2 separate regions of the Mus musculus genome follow, and region 2 is linked to region 1. The links are chromatin contacts, called in public promoter capture Hi-C maps. All regions are on one chromosome and are shown on one strand. The core of a region is the stretch at or near the end of the contact, and the rest is flanking DNA. Distances in the headings are between cores, read along the strand shown.

Region 1 (5,063 bases), core at 2,202-4,701:
GGGAGCCCCGTGTGGGGCTTTGAGGGGGAACGCGGAGCCTGAGAGGAAAAGCGGCTCCGGGAGGAGAGGGTCTCTGAGGCGGCCCTGGAGGAGCGAGCGAGCGCGAGGGGGCGTGGAGCCTGCTGAGAAAGTGAGGCGGGGGTCGGGCGGGGAGCCCGTGCGGCTGCGGGGCTGTGGGCCCGCGGGGCGGCTTCCCGGGTGGGGACGAGGAGCTGTCCAGCAGGTGAGGGGGCGGCCAGAGCTGTCCAGCCCCGGGCCCGAGGAAGGCACCGGCGCCTGGCGTGTGTGCGCGTGCGTGCGCACGCCTTATTTTTTTTTATTTTTTTTTTGACTAGCGTTTGGAGAACCACGTTTGGTTCTTTAAAATAGACATATATGTATTTACATTTCATCCTTCAGTATTGGCCTGCTGAAGACTAGGCACACCATCTCATCACTGGCTGCAACTGCTCCCTTTTCCAATCTCCCGCAGCTTAGTGTTTCGTGCTCACTCCTCCTTCCCCAGTCCTGACCATCGCTGGCTTCATTGCTCCAGTTCTTCCCCCATGCTGGACCAGTCTGCTGATGAGCTTGCAAGGTCACTGTCTGGGGAGGAGGAGGAAGGAGAGGAAGCCTCCGGTTGTGCTCACGTCAGCAAAGATGTCATACCGTCCTTGGGTCGGGTTCTTGTGGTTTTTACTATGAGATCCTGCCCCAAATGAGGGGCGGAATCCACAGGGTTGGTAGTATGGCCATTGTAGGCTGAAAATGCAGAGATTACCTAAAAGTCCGTGGTCTCTAGACGTGAGTGGTGATGTAGGATTATAGCAGAAAGGTGTGCATTTAGAGATTTGGACTACGATGGGACAAGAGCTCGGGGCTTTACATTAGTAAATAAGATTGAGGCAGGAGGTAGAGTCTGGGCCCTCTTGGTTGTGAAGACTGAATGAGTTAGAGGTGGTGGTAGAGGATTTAGAGTCTGTGGGGAAGGCAGAGAAGGACAGTGGTGATTATCTTTGTCGCCTGAGTATCTGAAGTCACTGGCTATTGATGGGATACGAATTGAGCCTAAAAATACATTCTGCCACTGCTAGCTAGGATAGTCCCAAGGTCTCGGGTTCTTGCAGCTCTGAAAGGAGAACTGTAGAATATGGCAATTGACTTGAATTTGGAGAGGGGCTTCATCTCGCTAACACTAGAGAGGTCCCTATAATTAATTTACTATTAAGAGAAAGCTTCAGCTCCCCTCTCTCAACCTCTCTCTCTCAACCCCCCCCCTCTCTCTCTCTCTCTCTCTCTCAATCTCTCTCTCTCTGTCTCTGTCTCTCTGAGATTTTAGTCAGGATGATGCTTCTGGTTTTCAATGTAAACCTGTTTTAAAGATCCAGCCTCTGGTCCTACAAATTCTGTTTTATGGTAAGGTGCTTTAATACAGAGGTGAATCTGGCTTGCTTATAGGTAGATATGTCCGTATAGAACCCAGTATGGCTTTTGCCTGTGTCCTATTTCATAGCTTCATTTCTCTTAGGAGGAAGGGAGCCCAGCTCTATAAGGGAGCTCCACTTTTGCAATATGTTCATGCAATATGTTCATGTAGTTGGGAGAACAAGAGGATTGTTTAGGATTATTAAGAGTGATGAACCCCAGAAATGACTGAATGTGTGGCATGCTCAGGAACTTGATGGTGAAGAACTATTTCTATTAAAAGCTGAACGTGGGATTAAAAAAAAAAAAAAAAACACGGACAGAAGCGGAGATAACCTGATTCTTAGTAGGTGCTGTCTTTGGAATCAGCATCTCCAGGGCTAGGGGGAATGAGATGCTATAGGCCATGGCTGGGTTTGGAGTAGCAGCTGCTAGCATGGTTTGGTCACCAAGCAGGGGAGGGGCTATGACTCTGCTATAAATAGTTCTGGGAGCCAGAGTCGCTATGGAGACAAAACTGAATCCTATTACCTATGGGTCCTCTATTGGGAGCAAGGGGGAAAGAGGGAACTGTGTTTTAAGGACACCAGAGGTACTGTAACTAGGTCTTGTTTGTGGGTCGAGGAGGAAACAAAATAAAAGAACTAATTATCTAAAGCAAGTAGTACCCACAACACAGGCACTATCTATGTCTGTAGTATGGGAGTCAAATGAAGTGCATGTTTACGTGTGTGGTGTGTGTGTGTGTGTGTGTGTGTGCATGTGTGTGTACAGTGAACAAAGTCTCAGGCCATAGAAGCAAAATCTTGGAGCCCTGGAAATGCCCTATACAGGAGTGAAACATTTTATTTAGAAGTCTATGAAAATCTAATAAAAATATAGATTCTTTGGAAAGTATAATTGTTATCGCCTCGCAGCCTTTTGGCTAAGATCAAGTGTGAAAGATATAATTGTTTCTTTTATGCACGCGTGTGCCTGAGCATGCATGTGTGCACTCTGTCAGTGTAGCACTGAGAAGAGCCACAGTTTACCGGGAACTAGCATCACAGGCCGTGATGAGCCACCCAGTGCCAGTATTCAGAGCTGAACCTAGGCTTTCTGGAAGAGTCATGAGTGCTTGTAACTGCTGGGCCATTTCTCTGGCCCCCAGGAAATAATTGATTTCGAATACATTTAGAAATTCCTTTAGACACTTCCCCTAAATTTGTAGAAACCCTGGTATTTTCCGTCCCTAATTCACAATCCCTACAAGATAGAGAAAGACCAGGCCTCCTGGGAATGCATTGTATTACTGACTCTGATCCAGAGACCCGAATAGTCGAGAGCTGTGGTTCAGCACCAAGGGCAGAGGAGGCAGCAGTAGCTGCTTGGCCCCCTTTCTATCTTGAAGTGGGAAAACTGGTTAGAGATGAGACAGTTGGGACATGGACTTTTCCATGTGAGATCACATGAACAGTATGCAGCTGTTGTTACTGTCTGAGTGCAATTAACTGGAAAGTCTGTGTGATAGTTACCCATCAGGCTGAATGCTACTCAATGAGACAGAATAATCAAGTTTCCATGTAGACGTAAAAGCCCAGGTTAGTGCTGTATAAAGAATCTGCTTTTATCTTGATTCCCCCCCCCCCCGCCCCGGAGTAGCCCTGAAAGTAATTTTTTGTTGTTGTTATAATTCTTCACTCTAGATTAGACTGAAACAGAGTCTCAGAAACTCGGCTGGAGATGAGCTAGCTATAGTCTGAGCTGTTATTTTTTCAGCTCCTCGTCTCCTTTTTGGGTGCTGAGGATTGGAACTAGGGCCCCATCCATTCTAGATAAGTCCTTGATCACTAAGCGATAGCCTCAACCCTATTCCGTTTGAAATTTGACTCTGGAAGCTCATAAACGTGGACAGCCAGCAGGGAAAGCAAGCGTCAGATTCTATCGTGAGTTCAGAAGTGGAAGCCTCTGACCTCCGCCCCTTGCTGAGATGAACCTGAGAAGGGTGAGTCCCTTAGGCGTAGCACTGGGTATTTATCAGTACTTTTCCCCCTATTGGATTTTCAGATTATATCAGAATTCCTCCTGGGAATGCTGGCTTCTTGCTCAGTGCCCTGAAGTTTCTCTGCAATGAACTGACAAATCGGAACCATGGTGCAAAAGAAGTTCTGCCCTCGGTTACTTGACTATCTCGTGATCGTAGGGGCGAGGTAACCAAGAAGACCAATAACTGTCTTGTTCTCTGTGGCAGCCACAATGTCTTGTTACTCCCAGACCTTATTTCCATGTTGCTTTGAATATCTTATTCTGTCCTATTGCTTTATGTTCTTGTTACATGTTTTGTGTTCCACTTTATGTATGCTATCTCTCATAAATAAATACATGCTGCCGGGCGTGGTGGCTCACGCCTTTAATCCCAGCACTCAGGAGGCAGAGGCAGGCAGATTTCTGAGTTTGAGGCCAGCCTGGTCTAAAGAGTGAGTTCCAGGACAGCCAGGGCTACACAGAGAAACCCTGTCTTGAAAAACCAAAATAAATAAATAAATAAACAAACAAATGCTGTTATTTTAACTCATACTTTATGGGTTTCGAGCAAATATATTCTTTATAGCCCGTTTTCATAGTCTGTCAAAAGGGGAAAGCACTCTGTACTTCTCTGTCTACCTAGATTCCTAAGGTAATCTTTTAGCTAAGGTGCTGATCATCTTGAGGTGCTAGTGATGATTTTCTTGTTGAAACTTTCAGGATAGTGTCTTCATGACAGTGTGGACTTCAGTCTGTCAGTTAAACTCTTTCCTAAAGTGCCTTTGAGCTTCATCTGTTGATTGTGGTTCAAGTGTGATAGCATGTTCCATGCTGTTGGGTTGCTGAGTGTGCCTTTATGTCCTTCAGGCACCCAAGCAGTGACAGTGTGGCTCAGACTCCTGAGCTGCTGCGGAGGTACCCACTAGAGGATCACCCAGAGTTCCCCCTGCCCCCAGATGTGGTGTTCTTCTGCCAGCCAGAAGGATGTCTGAGTGTGCGGCAGCGGCGGATGAGCCTTCGGGACGATACCTCTTTTGTCTTCACCCTAACCGATAAGGACACCGGAGTCACCCGCTATGGCATCTGTGTCAACTTCTACCGTTCCTTCCAAAAGCGAATGCCAAAGGAAAAGGTGGAAGGCGGAGCAGGACCCCGTGGGAAGGAAGGCGCTCACACCTCTGGTGCCTCAGAAGAGGCTGCCGCTGGGAGCTCAGAGAGTGGCTCAACCTTGCAGCCGCCTAGTGCTGACTCCACTCCTGACGTAAACCAGTCTCCTCGGGGCAAACGTAGGGCAAAAGCGGGCAGCCGCTCCCGCAACAGTACCCTGACATCCCTGTGTGTGCTTAGCCACTACCCTTTCTTCTCTACCTTCAGAGAGTGTCTGTATACTCTCAAACGTTTGGTAGACTGCTGTAGTGAACGGCTGCTAGGCAAGAAACTGGGCATCCCTCGAGGTGTACAAAGGTACGGTTTGCTGCTTGTGCTTGGGAGAACATTAAGAGATTGATATTACTTCGTGAGAGGAAAAGAAATTTCCTCTAGGGCTGGAGAGGTGGTAAGAGCACTGACCGCTCTTCCAGAGGTCCCCAGTTCAATTCCCAGCAATTACATGGTGGCTCACAACATTCTGTAATGGGGTCGGATGCCCTCTTCTG
Region 2 (4,897 bases), core at 462-2,961, 260 kb before region 1:
TGAATTTGGAACCTATAGTCCTGGCCTGGCTTAGGCTTAAGATCATCAGAAAAGAAGACATCCACACTGGCAGTCCAGTGTAGCAACAGAAATGGTCTTGACATCCAGGTTGAAGGCAGAGCCTGGTAAGGAGATTAAGAAGGATAGAAACGTCTGTGTAGACCTGTGAGACATTTCCAGCCATGTGAAAGCTACTTGTTAGAGGCCCATGCCAGCTGCTGAGGTGTGTCTGTGTATCTGTTGGGTGTGGAGAACTCTCGAGATGAAGGGAGCCTGATCTGGACCTAGACTTACACAACCACCTACTTGCTGACCCGAGTGCGAGTGTGTGAGGTTTCCTTCTTATTCCATCTAATCTGTGGACATGCGTGCTTTCACTTGTGCTTCAGGTTGGCTCTTCTGCTCTGTAGAAGCTGCTTACCAGCTGAGGTTGGTAATGGGGTGGCATAATAGTCACCTATAGAAATCAGCAATCAGAGGTTATATGTTTCCTTTGAGGTCTATGCATTTAGAAGAATTACAATAAATAGTAGCATTTTAAAAATCTGTCATTAAATTTTTTTGTTAATTTTTTTCATGTGTCTGTGAAGGAGGTGGGTGGACGTGTAGGTGTGCCAGTGTGCACATGTGGGGTCAGAGGCCAGCTTACGGGACTCAGTTTACTCCTTTCACCAAGTGGATCCTGGGTGAACACACATACACAGATATCAGATGGCTAGTTAGTAAATTTTGGAAGTGGGATATAAATGAGCAATCTAATTTCTGTGTACATGGTTAAACTCTGCTATAAATACACTCAGTGACCCTAAAAGATGGGGTCCTCTATTATTGCATAGCCTCATACAACAAGGATCCTTGGAGTGAGTTCAGTTGACTCCAAAGGTTTCATTTAATATTTCCCTGGCTCTGTTTTGGTGTCTGCTTCTTGGAGGACCTGAACTAAGGCAATGTCCCAGTCACTGACACAGCCCTTTCCAGCTGTAAAGCCTATGCAGTCTCTCTGAGTCTTGGCAAAGGTTCTGACATAGAAGTCATTCAACCTCAAGACTTCTAAGCAATTCTGGACTTTTTTTTTTCTTCTTTTTGTATTTGTTGATGCCATAACATGAGATACTTGTATGACTGCCAAACACAGCGTTAGTTTTTGCTATTGGAGGACTCTTGGTAAATTTATTTTGTTTCAAATGTAAATTAGTGAGCCTTTCAAACCCAGAGCTATACTACAGAACATTAGCACTTAATTAGCTGATATCATCTTCAGAACTTAGTATTCAGGTTGTTTGAGAAAAGGAATGAAATAAATGATAGGTGCTACACTGACTGTAAATCTTAGGAAACCAGATTAATATAAAACAAGTCACTTTAGAACAGCTACAGAGCTGTTCAGTCACCTCCCTCCCTCTCACTGCTCTTCCTTTCCTGGTCGTCTAAAGGAAAGCTAAGGTGGAACATAATCTTGAATGACCGCAACATCGAGTGAGAGAAATTAGTGTGTGTTGGAGAGCTGGAGCCGGCGGCCCTCTTGGCTCTCCCCCGATTTGGTTAGCAGCTTCTCAGTCACGGAAGGGGCAGCAGGCCGTTCCCTTGGGGCAGCAGGCCGTTCCCTTGGGGCAGCAGGCCGTTGCCTTGGTGGGGTAGTTCAGGAATGTGCCCTTGGAAGTGGTTCCTGGAAGTCCAGCCCACGCCTCTTTCCCACCTTTCCCAGGACTCTGCAAGCTCTGTAAGCTTATTGTTGGGGAGTGGGAGGAGTGGATGAATTCCAAGGCTTGTGGTTTCTGACCCTTGGTCACTTCCATTTCTCCAAAATAAGTTGCAGAGTGATTTCATTGTTGTTCCAAACAGAGTTTTTTAAAAAGTTTTGACCTTGTTTATCATTTATATATTCAAGTAATAATAAAGTCTTTCAAGTTCTGTCCAAAAGTTGGCAGCCATTTTTTTTTCTTACATACAGCATCTGCTTAGGGAAGTGGAGTAGGTAACTGGTGTTTGAGAAGAGACATTCATGAGTCTCTCTTCTGTCCTCATCACAGTGACCTTGGTTTCCCTTGTGGCTCCTTGGAGAATGTCTATTTTTGATTAGAATGTAAGCAGTGAGGCGGGCTTGTCTCGGTATCTCTAGCTTTAGTATGGTGGTTGGCCAAGTGAAGTACTCAGTTGCTGAATGAATGGTTTTCTCTAAGCAGCAGAATACATTTAAAAATAAATGGGAGAAAGGAATGTAGTTTAACAAACAGTTACTGAACTCCCACCAAGTGAAGAGACACCGTGTCCCCACCCCTTTTTGATGGATGGAAAAAAGGGGACAAGTGATTAAAATCTGCCCTGGATGCTTTTGGCTTTAAAGTCTGATTATCCTAAGCTTCGTTTCTTGGTTGATAAGTTTCTACATCTTGGTTACCCAACAGTAAGATTTAATCAGTATTTTAAAGCTGATGTTTTAAGAAGGAAAGAAGTTTTGCACAGTTTTGGGGCATGTCCATGAGAGTACTGAGTGCTGGGCTTTGATTGACAGGAGACTTACCCTTGTCAAGTAATCCTGGGTCCTCCTTCTGGCTCTGGGGTCACCCTTGTTCCACTTCCCTAGCAGCGTTAGGAAATAGCTCATTCTATGATTGGAATTGCAAGTCAAAACACATTTATCTGAACAGAATTTTAATGATTTATCAAAGAGAGGAGGGATTTTCCCAAACACATCAGAATTTATCCAATTACTGATCCCATTAAATATGTTTTTCTTAAGCATCTTTCTTTAAACAAAGCAATTACTGTGAAATCACCAAATATATTTTTCATAAAACCTTTTTTAATATCTTTTGTTTGATTAGCAGGAGCCCACTAAAAGTAAATATTGCTTAAAGAGGCACTTCTCCAGGACCTTTCTTTTTCTTTCAAGAAAGAAGGAAAATTAGCTTTTAGAAGCTCTGTTCTTTGGAGAGAGTAGGAGCCTTTTTCTGGCCGTCCAGTTGTGTAGCTCAAGGTCTTATTAAAGCTATGTTCTGGCCCTGAGATTACAGATGATTGTGATAACACAGATTCGGCTCCCGTAATCGAAAACAAATTTGTTTGTGCCTCAGGATGTCACCAGGTGTTAATTAATCTCAGGTTTCTCTCACCTGGACAACTCTTTAGGCTCCGGTAAACAGACGTCTGCCAGGGAGAGACAGACCTGTGTCACATCGTTGGTTTGTGTTTTTGGAAGGTGCCCTTTGGTGGCCCTGCACTGGATCCATGGTTGGTCCTTCTACCTCCACCTCCCAAGTGTTTGGCGTTCTGTTCCCCATTGCCTCAGGAAAAAAAAATCCTGTGGCAGAATTCCTCCAGTGGCCAACTTACATACAACGTGCTCTAAATGGGAAAATTATATATTTTAAAATAGGCATGTTTGAAACAATAACATTTTTGAATGTGAAATGTACCAAAGGCCACATGTCTTTGGCTTCGCTTGTCAAATGGAGAGGCTGCTGCCAGAACCACTGGGCTCCATGGTTCTCATGCCCCAAAGTCCTGCAAATTGACAAATAAGCAGACAACAACACAAAGAAGTTGGGCCCATGAGAAAGTGAGTCTGGGCACTTGGGCTGGCCTCTTTTTCTCTGTGTGGAGCTCTTCCCAGCTTTGCCCTTGTGTCTAATCTTAGATTTCCAAAAAGGAGAGATTAAATGTGTCTGGTATTTCAGTGTGTTAACTGCACGGACAACATGAAGCTAGCACTCAGGCCACTGTTCAGCCTGTCATATGGAAGGACTTGCCTTTCAGAGGAGATTATAATTGTGTATGTAGCCACACAAATGCACATTCTGCCTGGAGAAAAATGCAGAGAAGAGGAGGCCGTATGCTGCCACTCAGGTCTCTTTGTGGAAGGCTGCATAAGGAGCCCTTACATGCCATAGTCACCTCTTTGGGGCTTAATGAGTCATCTTTGTGTGTTAGCTTCTTAAAAGAAAAAAAGAAAAAGGAAAGAAGAAATACACTCTCCCGCAAGTGAATTGCTTTTATTAGCCCTGCAGCTTTGTCTTAGAGACTGCTTGAATATTCCCGACGACAGCATTTACAAGGCTAGTGCACAGACAGGACACAAAAATAATTCAGCTTCTGAGTAGCCAGACGAAACTTCAAGAGACAAAGTTAGAACAATTATAACGCTACTCTTTATAAACAGTGGTGCATGGGCTTAAATACCACGCACAGCCCTAGTCATAGGGAATGCGATGTGTTGAGAGTTGGCCATAGAGAAAACTAGAAGTTCAGTGCCCTTGGGTTATACACAGTTCAGACTCGCAGTATGTTGTAGCTAATGTAGAAAATACGGCTTTATCCAGTGAATACATTCCTATGCTCTTTGAGCTGTAGACTGTTACCTAGGAAAATGACAGGAGGAATACTGGCACCTGCCTCACAGGAAGGAGTGTGAAAAGACTGAGGAAGTAGTCATGGGGAGGTCTTTAGAAAGATGATGATGGTTCATAACAAAAATTTATGTTATTATTTTCCTAGATCAAATTTCCTCCAACAAATGGAGTCAGTAAGGGCTACCTCACAAAGCAGAGAAGATGAGTTAAGATAAGGCTCTCCAGTAAACCATTGAATGGGGCCCAAATTGTTATTTGTAATAGTCTATCAATCATCAGACCTGCTGGTTAGACATGATTACCTTATAGATAAAGTGAGTACTTGGCCGTTATGCAGAGAAGGGTGAGCATATAGGTAAATGAAAATGAGTTAGACCTTCTGGGGAACTGGCTCTGCTTTTTTCTCTTCAAAGTTATAATACAAATATACTCTGCAGTCTTGTTAATCTTTTTCTTGTATGGACATTGGGACCATTTGAAGCCTGAGGCCAGGAGTTCAGATTCCCAGAACCTATGTAAATGCTAGGTAAGCCTGGTAGTCCTCCTGT

Evidence for each region. Promoter capture Hi-C pulls out the DNA fragments that hold promoters and counts their contacts.
Region 2: a contact with region 1 is called in a promoter capture Hi-C map of embryonic stem cells. The contact joins the enhancer-like site here to the promoter of Madd in region 1. A contact is called at or near these places in 11 of 39 promoter capture datasets (the 3T3-L1 cell line, cranial neural crest, embryonic stem cells and 5 more), 1 of 484 Hi-C or Micro-C datasets (nephron progenitors), 2 of 115 datasets of contacts at active chromatin or transcription factors (memory CD8 T cells and pancreatic cancer cells) and 2 of 9 other capture datasets (liver and pancreatic islet).

Annotation. Positions count from the first base shown.
Region 1 is chr2:91,177,709-91,182,771 of GRCm38.p6, reverse strand. It overlaps Madd (MAP-kinase activating death domain), which reads left to right and starts at 3,451. Exons shown (of 35, transcript NM_001177720.1): 1 at 3,451-3,593; 2 at 4,276-4,872. The coding sequence starts at 3,535.
Region 2 is chr2:91,436,230-91,441,126 of GRCm38.p6, reverse strand. The region is part of intron 1 of 1110051M20Rik (RIKEN cDNA 1110051M20 gene); the gene reads left to right. Among named protein-coding and RNA genes, the nearest start is that of 1110051M20Rik, 6.0 kb to the left of the region's middle. Within about 2 kb of position 1,711, at least 16 of the 459 cell types and tissues checked have an H3K27ac peak or open chromatin away from gene starts, as enhancers often do. A contact at or near this core is called in embryonic stem cells, where this site is marked.